2 separate regions of the Rattus norvegicus genome follow, and region 1 is linked to region 2. The links are chromatin contacts, called in public Hi-C maps. All regions are on one chromosome and are shown on one strand. Each heading gives the region's core, a stretch centred on a gene start, on an enhancer-like site or on the middle of the called end of the contact. The rest is flanking DNA. Distances are from core to core; before and after follow the strand shown.

What was found. A called contact is a pair of places that touch in the nucleus more often than the background predicts.
Region 1: a Hi-C map of the A7r5 cell line shows a contact between it and region 2, with 2.7 times the contacts expected there. The contact joins the promoter of F3 here to the enhancer-like site in region 2. A contact is called at or near these places in 3 of 12 Hi-C or Micro-C datasets (the A7r5 cell line, liver and mammary epithelial cells) and 1 of 1 datasets of contacts at active chromatin or transcription factors (oligodendrocytes).

What each region holds. Positions count from the first base shown.
Region 1 is chr2:212,506,179-212,513,264 of GRCr8, forward strand. It overlaps F3 (coagulation factor III, tissue factor), which reads left to right and starts at 5,594. Exons shown (of 6, transcript NM_013057.2): 1 at 5,594-5,777; 2 at 6,859-6,967. The coding sequence starts at 5,690. LOC102555482 (a long non-coding RNA gene) reads right to left here and starts at 4,711. Exons shown (of 7, transcript XR_005501253.2): 1 at 4,575-4,711; 2 at 3,992-4,108; 3 at 2,958-3,070; 4 at 442-584.
Region 2 is chr2:212,397,770-212,404,332 of GRCr8, forward strand. No RefSeq gene overlaps it. Among named protein-coding and RNA genes, the nearest start is that of Slc44a3, 88 kb to the left of the region's middle. Within about 2 kb of position 4,177, at least 6 of the 93 cell types and tissues checked have an H3K27ac peak or open chromatin away from gene starts, as enhancers often do. A contact at or near this core is called in the A7r5 cell line, where this site is marked.

The sequences.
Region 1 (7,086 bases), core at 4,344-6,843, 110 kb after region 2:
GAGACAGGGTTTCTCTGTGTAGCCCTGGCTGACTTGGAACTTACTTTATAGACCAGATCAGGTCTGCCTGCCTCTGCCTCTCAGACGCTGGAGGGAAGGCCCAAATGTAACACTTGCCAGAGGTCTCTTGAACAGCTGTCCATAAAGCTTACAAAATTCTGAGAAGCTGTTCACACTGAGTGGAGACCAGGAAGAGTGAGCTGGATGCCCTGGAGATAGTGTTTGGTTATGAGCTGCCCAAAATGAGAGCTGGGAACCAAACTCAAGTCCTCTACAAAAGCAGTACCTGTTGCTGACCACTGAACCATCTTACCATTTCTAAACAGGTTATGTTTTACTCAAAAAACACAAGCACCCTCCATAGCATAGATCCTCTATCTTTGCAGTTGTCTCTGACTCTGAACTACAGGGAGGGGCTTTACAGCAGAATTTTATATTTACTGGTCCAGCAGATCCATATGTCCAAGATTATGATTCCGATCAATTTGGTGTCTAGCAAAGACTGGCTTCCTGATTCAGTTTCCTGGTTTCTTATGGCCATTTTTTTCTTTGTGTCTTCACATGATGGAAGGGAAGGGAGAACTCTACGGAATAAATAAATAAATTATCAATAAAGCACTAACCCCATGCTTGAGGGCTCCACGCTTGACCTAATTGCCTATCAGGTCAATTACCTATTAACCTCCTAACCATAACACAGGAGGTTAAGCTTTCTACCTAGGAATCTGTGAGGACAGGAGAGGGATTTATACATACAAACTACAGGTTTCTGTTACTCCCCTAACGGTAGAGAAGAGTAGCTATTTCATGCTGTTACAATACACTAAGGTAGACAATAGTGGCTAAGAAGAAAATTACAACCAATCATACACTACAAATGTTACTGTAACTCATATATCTAATAATTACACTTAGTAGATACTCTCTACCTTGAGAGCTTTCCTTGAACAAAGACTCAGGATAAGACGAAGTACCATCATCAAAGACAAAAAAAAAGTGACTGGTAGATAATTCAAAACTTAGAGCATCAGTGAACTAGGGTATTATAAAATCAAATACACAAATAAGAACGAATCCTGCGCACACTTGCTTTCAAGTTGGTTATGTAATAATTTTCACGCACTTGAAGAATTTTCAGACTCATAGGTAGTTTTTTGAGTAAAACATAACCTGTTTAGAAATGGTAAGATGGTTCAGTGGTCAGCAACAGGTACTGCTTTTGTAGAGGACTTGAGTTTGGTTCCCAGCTCTCATTTTGGGCAGCTCATAACCAAACACTATCTCCAGGGCATCCAGCTCACTCTTCCTGGTCTCCACTCAGTGTCTGTGTGTGTGTGTGTGTGTGTGTGTGTGTGTGTGTGTGTGTGTGTGTGGTGTGTGTGGTGTGTGTGTGTGTGTTTGTGTGTGTGTGTGGTGTGTGTGTGGTGTGTGTGTGTGTGTTTGTGTGATGTGTGTGGTGTGTGTGGTGTATGCGTGTTTGTGTGTGTGTGTGTGTGGTGTGTGGTGTGTGTGGTGTGTGGTGTGTGTGTGGTGTGTGTGTGTTTGTGTGTGTGTGTGGTGTGTGTGTGGTGTGTGTGGTGTGTGTGGTGTGTGTGTGTGGTGTGTGTGGTGTGTGTGTGTGTGGTGTGTGTGTGGTGTGTGTGTGTGGTGTGTGGGGTGTGTGTGGTGTGTGTGTGGTGTGTATGTTTGTGTGTGTGGTGTGTGTGTGGTGTGTGGTGTGTGAGTGGTGTGGTGTGTGTGTGTGTGTGGTGTGTGTGTGTGTGGTGTGTGTGTGTGTGTGTGTGTGGTGTGTGTGGTGTGTGTGTTTGTGTGTGTGGTGTGTGTGGTGTGTGTGTGTATGTGTGGTGTGTGTGGTGTGTAGTGTGTGTGTGTGTGTGTGTGTGGTGTGTGTGTGTTTGTGTGTTATTTATTTAAAAATACAATCTTATTTAAATGCCTGTTAGTTGAACTGACCATGACAGGCTTAAGTCTTTTTTTTTTTTTTTTTTTTTTTGCTTGGGAGGGACTAGAAGAAAATTTATCAACAACACTATTAGAATTGTTTTCTCTCTAACCCATACATGCACAGGAAAACATTCAAACCATTAAAATCCTGACCCGAGGAGGAGAGATGACATATTTCATAGAAGAGAGACTAAGTTTTATTCTATGCATCTACAGTCCAGCACAGACTCTGAATGCCAGGCAGTCAGTTATCTGTTTTGTGAGTGGATTTCTACACATCAAATTCAGCTAGAAGTCTCAGAAATGAGACTAAGGCCTTATGAAGAAGGTGCCATCGCACCAAACCTTAAGCCACATGGTGTTGTAGAAATAAAAACACTCGCTAAAGGTTTTTTTTCTAAAGGTGGATTTTGTTGCTAAGATTACAACTATGACGTCTGTGACTTATTTGTTGCCATTGCATGTACAGAATGAAATGGTTAGTGTTGTTCGCTACGGAAGTGTGCTTCTCAGGAAGTCTACTAAGCCTTGAGTGTGCACGGGCACTTGTGTGCTAAAAACCCCGAGACTTGGAATTAAAAACCCTGAGACACAGATTGGAAGATTATTCTCTAAAATCGTGGGGGTTTTTTCTAAAGACAGGTGGGGTGGCAAAGGCGTTAATCCCAGCACTCGGGAGGTAAAGGCAGGTAGAGCTCTGTGAGCTGGACGCCAGCCTAGTCTACACTAGTCTCAGGCGAGCCGGGGATGTAGAGCGAGAACCCGTCTCGACACAAACTAAACAGCAAATGAGCAAGCAGATAAAACCGTGCTTTTCAGAATCTTGGTGCTGCCTGATAACTAACTGAGTTACTGACCAAACTGGCAAGCAGAAGCATTTTGAATGGTTAGGAGGAAAGATTTTCGTTGTACAGGTTACCACCTAATTTTGGACAGAACGTAAACTGTTGGGTAGTACATAATTATTTTCACAAAAATTCTTCATGGCCACGGCCAATTTCGCCATGACTAACCCTGCCAGATGTTTCTTCGGTTTTGCTGAGTCACTTTTTCTCCCCCACTCAGAACTCCTCGTTCTCACTAACTCTGAGGTTCCTCTGGCTTTTTCTCATATTTTGCCTTTTACCTGAAAAAGAAAAAAAATTGGGGAGGGGGAACAGTTAAATTGCTTATTTTACTCTCTCACATGCGTATAACGGGCTTTTAAAAATAATTACTTTCAGTTTTACCTTCTGCCACAAATCTTAACCTGCCCTTCTCCTGGGAAGAGAGAAGTTTGGAGGAGTTTATGCCAAACAGCCTGTTAAGCCTGGCTACCAACAGTCACACCAGTCGCATCCCATGACTGAGCAGATTCTGAATCACTCGACTATAGGCTGTTAGAAAAATGAAAGCAGCCCCCAAACTTCTTCATTCCGCTCTGAAACGACCTCTTCTCCAGTTAGAAGTCCTAGAAACTGGAAAGACCCTCAGCCACCTTGAGCTGGCTAGGGCTGGCTGGGGCTGGCTATGGAGCAAGGCTCTTGGATCCCATAGATTTGCATTTTTCTCACCAATCAGATTCCCTCGATGCCTGGCTCCCAGACAGAGAAACTCCAGTGACAGAGTTCATCTCTTGAATGGTAATGAAAACTTTCAGCACCAAGCAAGGCTGCATGGTGATCTTCACTGACTCAAATGTCAAGTACCCACTGGGGGCTGGTAACTGTGCTAAGAGCTAAGGGGGTGCGGGGGACCGGATCCTCCCTCTCCCCCAAAAAGCTCAAATGGAGAAGTTGACGAGTGAGGGCACAATTGAAATTATGTAAATTACTTGATGAAATCGAATTGGTAACGCTGTTAGCATGCTCTATAAATGTGAACAGGAAGGGCTCGAAATCACTTCCTGGTCATTTTCAGACTCTTCATCAGCTACATGACACCACCAGTTATGCAAAAGGAAAATCGAGCCCTTTACGTGTCCTCGTGTATGTCTGCTTTAAGGAATAGCCGACAGGACACTTGCCTATGAACAGTAATTTCCCCAAACTGCAAGTGTTTCCCACACCTGCTGCAGTGTCCTCTGTCTGTGGATGGAAAACTCATTCCTTGAACAGTTTTCTTGATGCCATCTTCCTTTGCTCCATTGGGAGGAGGAGAAGGTGAGGTCAGGAGGGAAAAGTCCCTGGAGTAGAGGAACAGATAGAGCTACATTGTATAATTAGGCCAGTGAGCACAGGGACCAGCTGACCTCAAGACTGGTATTGTAAAAGGCTAAGAGGTTCTGCCCTGTCCATTCTCAGGCATCATCAGGAAGCCTAACCAAAAGCCATTGTGAGTGTGACAACAGCTTAGTAACTTTTTACACTTCTCAGAGCCTACAAAGTGGACCTAATCGACTTTACTCAAGGAAAGTAAAAAAGAAAGAAAGAACGAAAGAAAGTATATAAAGCATGGGAAGACAGATATTTACATTACAATTCATAACAGTAGCAAAATTACAATTAGGAAGTAGCAATGGAAATATTGTTTATGGTTGGGGGTCGCTACAGCATGAGGCACTGTATGCGGGTCCCAGTATTAGCGAGGTTGAGGACCACCGGCATAAAAGAAGGAATAAGCAGGACAGTCAACCAGGAATGGTAAGAAACCTTCTGACGCCATGTTGAGTAAGTGCTAGCGGTAGGATAAGTGATATTCTCAGGTCCAACTTCCCAATAAAGCCTAGAAGGGGAAGCCAGGAAATAGATGAAGAAAATCCAAAGCTTGCAGGTGACACCTGGCTGCCACTAGGCTCAGTGACAGAGGTGTCCTTGAAATGGGTAGGTTTCATTCCCAGGGTCTAGGAAGGAAAAAAATAAACAAATTGGGAAGTCCGAATGTTTTTTTTTTTCAGTTTCATTTTTTTCTTTCTCTGTGCTTTGGAGGAATTCATTACAACCCACTGCTGTCCTCTTCAACGTAAGAACCAGCCTTCCTGGAACCCGTGGCTACTGAAGTCTTGGTCAAATTCTCCCAGGCTTCAAGCTGCAGTTCCTCAATCACTTCAGGAATGGGAGTCGGGGAGCCCAGTGGCCTTTAGACCTAATCCAGGGGCCTTGTCCATGGCAGACACGTGCATTTATTGCACCGCCCTGTACAGCGTACCAAGGGACTGAATGTTCTGCTAACCACCGGGTGCTCAGGCTGGGCTTTGGAACTGCCCTTGGCTACCAGGGATAGTCCAGGAGTTTTGATACATCCTCTGCTGAGGGCTCAGCGTATATCGAAAGCAGAGTGAAAGTAAGGCTCCCTTGACTTTCAACTTAGGTCCCTCCAACAGCGCAACTCCTTTCTCCCCAGCAAACCACCTAGGGTGGTCACCCAGGGAACAGCCCGGGAGCCTGGGTCTCCGCAGTACCTGGATCCGCCTGCGCCGAAGGGGTGCTCGGCGGTGGTGTTGAATCACGGTTGAGTCACCCCTTTCGGGGTCTCGGAGTTTCCTACGGGAGGGGAGTGGGCGGAGCAGGGGTGTGGACTGACCGGGAGCCGCCCACCGCGAAAGCGAGTGACCGGGGCCCCGGGGGGCGGGGAGTCGCGAGCCTCGGCGGAGGCGGCGCGGGGTGGAGAGGAGCCGGTGTCCGCGCGGCCCTTTATAACGCGCCCCGCGCGGACCCCGGCAGCCTGGGTACAACCGGTACCCATCACTCGCTCCGTCTGATCGCTCGTGTAGCGTAGCCTCCGCGCCTCTGCTGAAGCCCCGCGACCTCGCCAGCAGCCCTTGGACATGGCTATCCCCATGCGCCCGCGCCTCCTAGCGGCCCTCGCGCCCACCTTTCTCGGCTTCCTTCTCCTTCAGGTGGCCGCTGGTGCAGGTGAGTGGCATTGATCCTGAGAAGCCCGGGGTGCACCGCCCGCGGGAGACAAAGAATGGGTCTGGCTGGCTGGGAGGCTGCTCTGGTTCCTTGAGGACGCCAAGGTGTCCCGCCGTACCTGTGGATTCGGCTGCGCTAGCCTTGAGCGTTTCAATGAACTCAGGGAGGGAAGGTAGTTGGTACCCGGACTCCCGGCTGTTGTCGCCGCTGAAGATGCCTGCTTTGTGCATCCACCGTGGTTACATAGGATTAACTGGGGTTCCAGCTTTAACTCTGAAGGAAGAGCTTCCTAGGAAATTGGGCCCTTGAAGGTGGCGGGCTCCAGGGCCCGCCTTTGCCAAAGTCGGCGTGCTTCGCGTGGTTTGATGTTAAGGTGTGCGCTCTTGTGGCCTTTGGTTTAAGAAGCAACGCTGTTGTAAACTCAGGCAAGACAGAGTGCATACCCACATCTACCCAGTGTTGGGGTGAGGCAGAGGCTGAAACCCAGGGACTTGCAAAAAGAGACGTTGGACAGTATTTTAATGGCATAGCATCCCACCATGCGACAGGTGCCACGTGGGCCGCACATCTGCCTTGCTCTCCCTGAGAATTTCGGTGTAAAGATATTTTAGATTACAATGGGAAAGGTCAGGTTAGACTTTTTCGTTTATGCACATTCCTGACTGTGTGTTTGTGTGCACGTGTGCGTGTGCATGTGTGGCGGATGAGCCCTGTTTCAAACGAACTTACTCAAACCCTTCCTGCCGGACTGCTTCAGAAGATTCTGGGACTCTCTGGCACCTTGGATTCTCCTTCCGTGCGGTTTTAAAGTGGGCTTTCCCATGAACATTTAAAGAAGGACCTCTGGATCTTCAGCTGTTTCCACGGATTGCCTGTGGATGTTGCCTGGAGGGCTATATGGGTCACCCTCTGTTCTTTACAAGTGAGCAAAGCTTTTGTGACTGAAAACAAAGCGGAAACAAACAAACAAAAAAAATGTGTGCCCTTTGATGGCGGAGGCTGGGAAAGTGTTTTAGACATTAGCCCGAGGTGGAGAACACTGAAGTGCATGCAGTTAGAGATCTTTTGTGTTTATTTGCAGGCACTCCTCCAGGGAAAGCGTTTAATTTAACTTGGATATCAACTGATTTCAAGACAATCTTGGAGTGGCAACCGAAACCCACCAACTATACCTACACTGTTCAGATAAGGTAAGCCAGGTCTTGTGCACCAATAGAGGTGGTTGGATGAGGCTGTTTACCAAATGGGTGTTCATGGTAATTTGCTGGCTACTGCCATGTTCCATCGGATGAAACATTTCCATACTTTA
Region 2 (6,563 bases), core at 2,927-5,426:
CTGTCCTGGGATTGCAGCTGTGCACCTCTACAATGGCTTTTATATAAAACTTGGGGCTGCAACCTCATGTTTGCAATGCTAAGTATTTACTAACTGAGCCACTACCCAGCTCAGGTTTTGCCTTCTTTGCCCCTGAACTCAGAAGCTATGTGCTCCGGGGGCTCCTAGAACACAGATTTATGTGTCGTTACAGAGAAGGACAATGAGACCACGACCTCTGTCTCTGTTCACAAGAGCAATGAATTTGTATGGAAGTAAAGAGAAAATTGTAGTGAAAGCATCATTGATGAGACTCTCAGAGTCCAGGGCGGCTGTGGAAGCAGGACTCTAGTGACTACAACTGCTTGCCTGGAATGTGAACTTTGGTCTCCCACACCCGTTGGCAAGAGACGTCTAGAATGACCAAAACAACTGGACAAATTACTAAGTACCCTGAGTCTTAAGAAGTCCTGTGGGCTCTTCTCTCCTGGACATTTCCATCCTGCTCACACAGTCTTCTCTTTAGCTTGGATTCTGTCTGGTGGCCACTCCCTCTCAACACTCCACAGTCCAGAGGAGCTCCCAGTTTTCCTGTCCTCAGAACAGAAGTTCCGAACCATTGAAACCACCTCTCCCAGGCAGCCTGAGACCCGCAGATAAAGTCCTTCTTACTCTGCAGTCTCTGAGTGTGGACAGCTGAGACCCACAAAGAGAACTCCCTTGGTATCGCTGGACTTGGTTTCCCTTTAACCTCGTGTTGTTTATTTTTATGATGAAGTGTCGAGCAATCCTTGGCTAAAATATACCGAGACGTGAGAGTCTATTCAATGGCTAACTGACGAATTTGTTAAGAGTGAATGTGTTCGGGTTGGGGATTTAGCTCAGTGGTAGAGCACTTGCCTAGGAAGTGCAAGGCCCTGGGTTCGGTCCCCAGCTCCGAGAAAAAAAAAAAAGGAGTGAATGTGTTCAAGGGAACTAAAACAGGAGAACGCACTTTGCTTAGTGCTTGGCTGTGATATGTTCATTTAATCGTGAGCAGTATTTGTATTTGCTTTCTACAGAATGGGAATGAAATTAGCTGGCCCCGGGCTGTATCCACCTTAGTTGCTGTCACAGTGGAAGCCAACACCACTGCTTTAGCAGTGTGAGCAGGAGCTGGTGAGTTTTATTAGAAATACAAATCCTGGCACTGGAAGATGGAGCCATATTACAGTCTGGGTTCCACCACTGGCAACGTGTAGCTTCTTCACTGTGCGTGGACCAGTCACTAGGATCTGAATCCCACTGGCCAGCCTAAAACTGTCTGTCTGTCCCATGTCAGCTTGGCACTGCCCATGGTCTCCAGGAAATCCTGAGTTACAAGTCACGAGCTGAGCTCTGGGAACCTCCGGTGCCTCCCTCTCCCTCAGCACTTTCAGGCGCTCTCCTCCATGGACCTGAAGTTCCAGCACCGGATACCTTTGCACCTTTTGCTATCTCTTCCCTTCTCAGCCCGATGTTCCCTGGCCATCCTGGGAGTCAAAAGGAACGCTTCCCTTCCTGTGGTGCTTGTGTGGTGAGGAGTCACAGTTGGCTGTCCCGCGAACCTCAGATCTGGGGTCACACAGAACCTGGATCTGTTAGCATTCCTTTTTGGACTTTGTGACAATGAACACAGGCCTATGGAACTTCGATGAGCTCATACCCTTCCAGTGGCTTCGCTTGGGCCTTGTGTTTAGTCTCCCACAGAGACCTGTCCTCCAATAGGATGGGGCTTTTCCTCTCAAATGGCAAGCTGGCCATTGTGGAGACTAAAAATTCGGGAGAAATTGCATCTTTGGTGGTAGATCTGAGATTGCTTTGCAATCTTTTGTTGGCATTTATGAACCCCTTTGATTGGTGAAAGTTATCTGCGGCCATTTTTGAAGAGACAAGCTCGAGGAGGGAAATGGCATCTATAAACCAGACTGTGGAAGTATTTCTTGAGGGGTGGGGAGATTCTTATGCCCTGTTTGCTTCTAAATATCTGCAGGATGTTTCTATGCCTGCTCTAATCAGCTTTAGCTCCTGAATAAATAACACAGAAGCCTGGTATTTTTATTAACAAGCTGCTAGCACTAAGGTGGGCAGGTTCTGGACCTACTGTAGCCCGACTAGGCTGCTAATCCCAACCAAATGTCCCATCACTTGCCATATGATCTTGCCCGGCTCACTCTGGTCCATGTGTGTCCTCATGGCCACTCCCTCATCGAGACCTCAAGGTGAATCCAACTGCTCCATCCACGTGGTCTCTCTACCTTTCCTCCCTCTTTTCTCCTCTTCCTGGTCTCTTTGGGACCCTTCTGACAGGGATCAGAATTCCTGTCCTATTCTCTTTGGCCCAGCTGATTGGCTGCTCAGCTCTTTATTAACCAATCAGAGGTGATGGAGAGCAACTGAGACCAGATATGCTTGACCACGACATCATCTGGACTACAACCAGATGTCTGGGCATAGAAATCAGTATCTGAATACACAGTGCACAAAAACACCCCCAACACCAAATAACAAGCCTCAGAGAGGCCCTGAGTCACCAGGCAGGACCTGCTTAGAATAATTGAGCCATGACAGCTGAAACCACGTGCCTTTTCGGTTTACTTGTAACCATCATGGAAAACCTGCTTCCGTGAAGAGCCACTGACCTCTGGGAAAGCTGACAAAATTCTATCCCCGTGAAGGCTGTTTTCGTGGGTTCTGGAGAAGATGACCCTCTTGCTCCAAGACCTAGACTGCTTTTCTGGAAGCCTCCATTCAGTAGGGTTTGGAGTCACTGGCTAGCCAGTTCACTAATACACTGATTTTATCCAATGACCATGGTGAATTTTTTTCTTAACCTTTCTGTTTTCTGTTTCACTTGAAGATAGGAATGTTTTGGCCATCCCTTCAATTATTTATTCTTCTAAAGTGTGTGTGTGTGTGTGTGTGTGTGTGTGTGTGTGTGTGTGACGTATATGGTGTGTGTGTGTGAAGTATATGGGGTGTGTGTGGGTATGTGTGTAGTATATTGGGTGTGTGTGTATGTATGTATGTATGTGTGAAGTGTATGGTGTTTGTGTGTGCGTAGTATGTGTGTAGTGTGTTGTGTGTCTGTGTATGAGTGTGTATGTATGTGTGTAGTATATAGTGTGTGTGTATGTAGGGTGCATGTGTGTGTATGTATGTATGTATGTAGTATGTATGTGTGTATGTGTGTGTATGTATGTAGGGTGCATGTGTGTGTATGTATGTATGTAGTATGTGGTGTGTCTGTGTATGTGTAGGGTACATGTGTGTGTATGTATGTAGTGTATGATATGTGTGTATATATGTGTGTGTATGTATGTATGTAGTATGTGGTGTGTCTGTGTATGTGTAGGGTACATGTGTGTGTATGTATGTATATATGTAGTGTATGGTATGTGTGTATATATGTGTGTATGTGTGTATGTAGTGTGTGTGTGTGGTGTGGTGTGTGTGTGTGTGTGTGTGTGTGTGTGTGTGTGTGTGTGTGTGTGTAGGGTACATGTGTATCTCAATTAAGTTGGGATGAGTTGGTTTTTTCCTATCCAGGACATGGTGGGACTTTTTTTTCCCATTTAGGTCTTCAACAGATTGGATGAGAATAATAACCTCTTTAAATTTCCATCACTTAAAATTTCATCTTATGCAAAAACATCATTAAAAAATACCCAGAATAATATTTGACTAAATATCTGGTCAACCAGTTAAGCGAACACAAAAGCTTAGCATTGCGTGAACCCAGCGTGGACCGGCGAGTTCCTCTGAGAAGACTGTGAGCTTGGACCATCCTTTTACTGCTCCTCAGGTTTTATCTGCCAGCTCACAGGATGATAGGTTAGGAAAAGTGGTCCCTATTCCCTGTTCCTAGGATTACAGTTATGGTCATGTCTCTTTGTGTGCTAACTATGGGGTTGCTGTTCCACAAACCTCTCACCACATTCTCCCCTTCTGATTTTACATTCATGGAGGGGTCTAAAAGCAGGTTATTGGACATTAAAGACATCGGACTTTGCATAGGAAGCCTAGTCAGATCAGGCAAGGAAGAAAGCAGAGGATTGGGTTTTGAGCAATCACACTTCTGACATTCTTTTCTATCTGACTCTCTTTGTGAAGTTGGTCAACATGACAGGGCCTGAAAAATTCCAATAATTCCAACAAAATCTGTCACCACCCAGCTCAGCATCTTGAGCCGTCGGACATATGTCGGCAGACATTGTTTCTGACACTCGTTGACTCAGAAACTCAACAGCTTGATTCCTGGCATGCTTCTGAATTTCATTTTTCTCTCTATTCTTTCATATTCTAAATAGTTGGTTCCAGCAAGATAGACGGAGATGATGAGTGTTTCCAAGCTGTCTGGCTTTTGATTAGTAGAGATGGAGAGGCAGGCTGGCTCTTGACTTCATAGACAGCACGATGCCAGCCTGCCCAAGACATTTATCACAGAGATCTGCTCCCACATAGCAATGTGTCAGGATGTTAGGGAGGCTGATAGTCTAGAGGGCCATCAACCAGTGTTTAATAATGTTTCCTTTTAGTGATTTGTGGCCTAGAAGGGTCCTTATCACTCTTCTGAGGTTTCACCCAACTCTCAACCCAAGGGCAGCTTTAAACAAAGAGCATTAGACTTGAACCTTCCACGCAGCCTCCCTCTCTTCTCTTGCCTAGTCCTTCCCAAGCATATGGGGAAATTAGTCTTCATTTCTGGGAAAACGTGTGGGTTGGTTTTAAAAGAGACTTTTGCTAGTTCGCCTAAAATTGCCAAAGACCTGATAAGATTATCTGATGAGAACAATGTGGCTTTTTCAGTGTTTTCTCAGACAATTGGTGAGTCGGTTGGAATGCGTGAAAGGTGGGAGTGGTCTCAGAAGATTCACCCAGGCAGAGGCTTTGGAAATGGCCTATTGTCTAAAAGTCACATGAGTCACCTTATGCCCAAAAGGTCTGTAACCCTGTGATCTAACCACACTAGGTCTGGCCCTTCCCTCTCCTCTATGGTCTCTTCTAAAGATAGGACCAAAGCAAATGCCAAGGCTTCGTTTTCTAGTCCTTGAGCCAGCAGGTCCCTCCCATGACCCCTGACCTTAATTGAGCCTCCCAGAACCTCTAGTCTCATTAACATCAACACAATTCATATCAGTCTTAGACAAAGAGTTCATTCCCCTGCCTCACCTTCCTTCCCTTGTCTACTGCCTTCCAGCTATTATGGGACCATTGCTGTAATGCACAGGCAACCTTAGCTCAAAGACACTCAATTATTTATTGTGCCCAGAGAGGAGAGCACTCCCACCAGACAGCAGTGTGGCAAGGGCCCTTGCTTTCCCCGGAACTCTGCTCAAGTGTTCCTTTCTGAGGGAGGCTTCTCTAACGATGCTATTTATGAAGTCCTTCTGTCCACACTCTGTCCTTAGCACGCACTCCCTTTCTGAACTTGTTCTTTTCCCCATTAGTTCTCCCATCTGCCTCTTGAGCTAACATGTCGTAAACTGAATCCATTAGAGTTTGCTATGTTTCCATGTCACATGAAAGGAGTTATTTTATTATGCTTTTTTTTATTGTTATACAAATCAGTGGTTCCTCTCTGTGGTATTTCCATACACATGTGCACTGTGGATTGCTGTTCCCTCTCCTTACTAACTCTCTCTCTCTCTCATTATAGTTATAGTTATAACTAAATAAAGTTATATATTTAGGTGGCCACCTCTTAAAATATTCATGCTTTTAGATTTCATGCTGTGAAAAAAAAATAGGCAGAGACAGAGATCAGCAGCAACAGTTTTGGAAAAGCATCTGACACCAAATTACTCCTTGGAAACGAGTTTTATTAGGAATGAGGGCATTGGAAATGTGGGAACCATGACCAGGCCTTGAGAGAGAGCATCAAAAACCAGTGTGTTCTATCAGCAATGACGTGATAAGGTCTTAAAGAGGAAGAGAGGCTCCCTTCCCTTTAACACGTGGAGGGAGGCTGGAGAGGAGCTCCATGCTTAAGGACACTTACACTGAGGAGGGGAAGAGTATGATCAAATGTATTTAAGCTTAAACATCATTTTGAATAATGAAAAAGAAAAGAAGGGTGTAGAGGTGGCTTAGCAGTTAAAACCACTTGACGCTTTTGGAGAGGACTCAGGTTCAATTCCCAGGACCCACGGCCAACTGTGGCTTTAGCTCGAGAGGATCCAGTGCCCTTGTCTGACCTCCACGGGCACACACTTGGTGCACCTACAAACCTACAGGCAAAATACTCATTTACATAAAATAAAAATAACTATAGAGACTGGTCGTATGGCTCAGTGGTTAAGAATGCTTGTGGCCTTGCAATGGACACAAGTTTGGCTCCCAGCACCTCTGCAGTGGCTCACAACCATACACACCCGCAGTTCCAGGGTCTCTGCTGTCTTCTTCTGACCTCCAAGGATACCAGGAACACATGTGGCAATCACAAATATAGGCAAGTAAACACATTCATACACTTAAAGTAAAAATAAATAAATCTAAAAAGATTATAGAAAGAAAATCATCAAATTAAAAAAAATGTCTAAGACTTTGGCGTACTTAAGTTTACT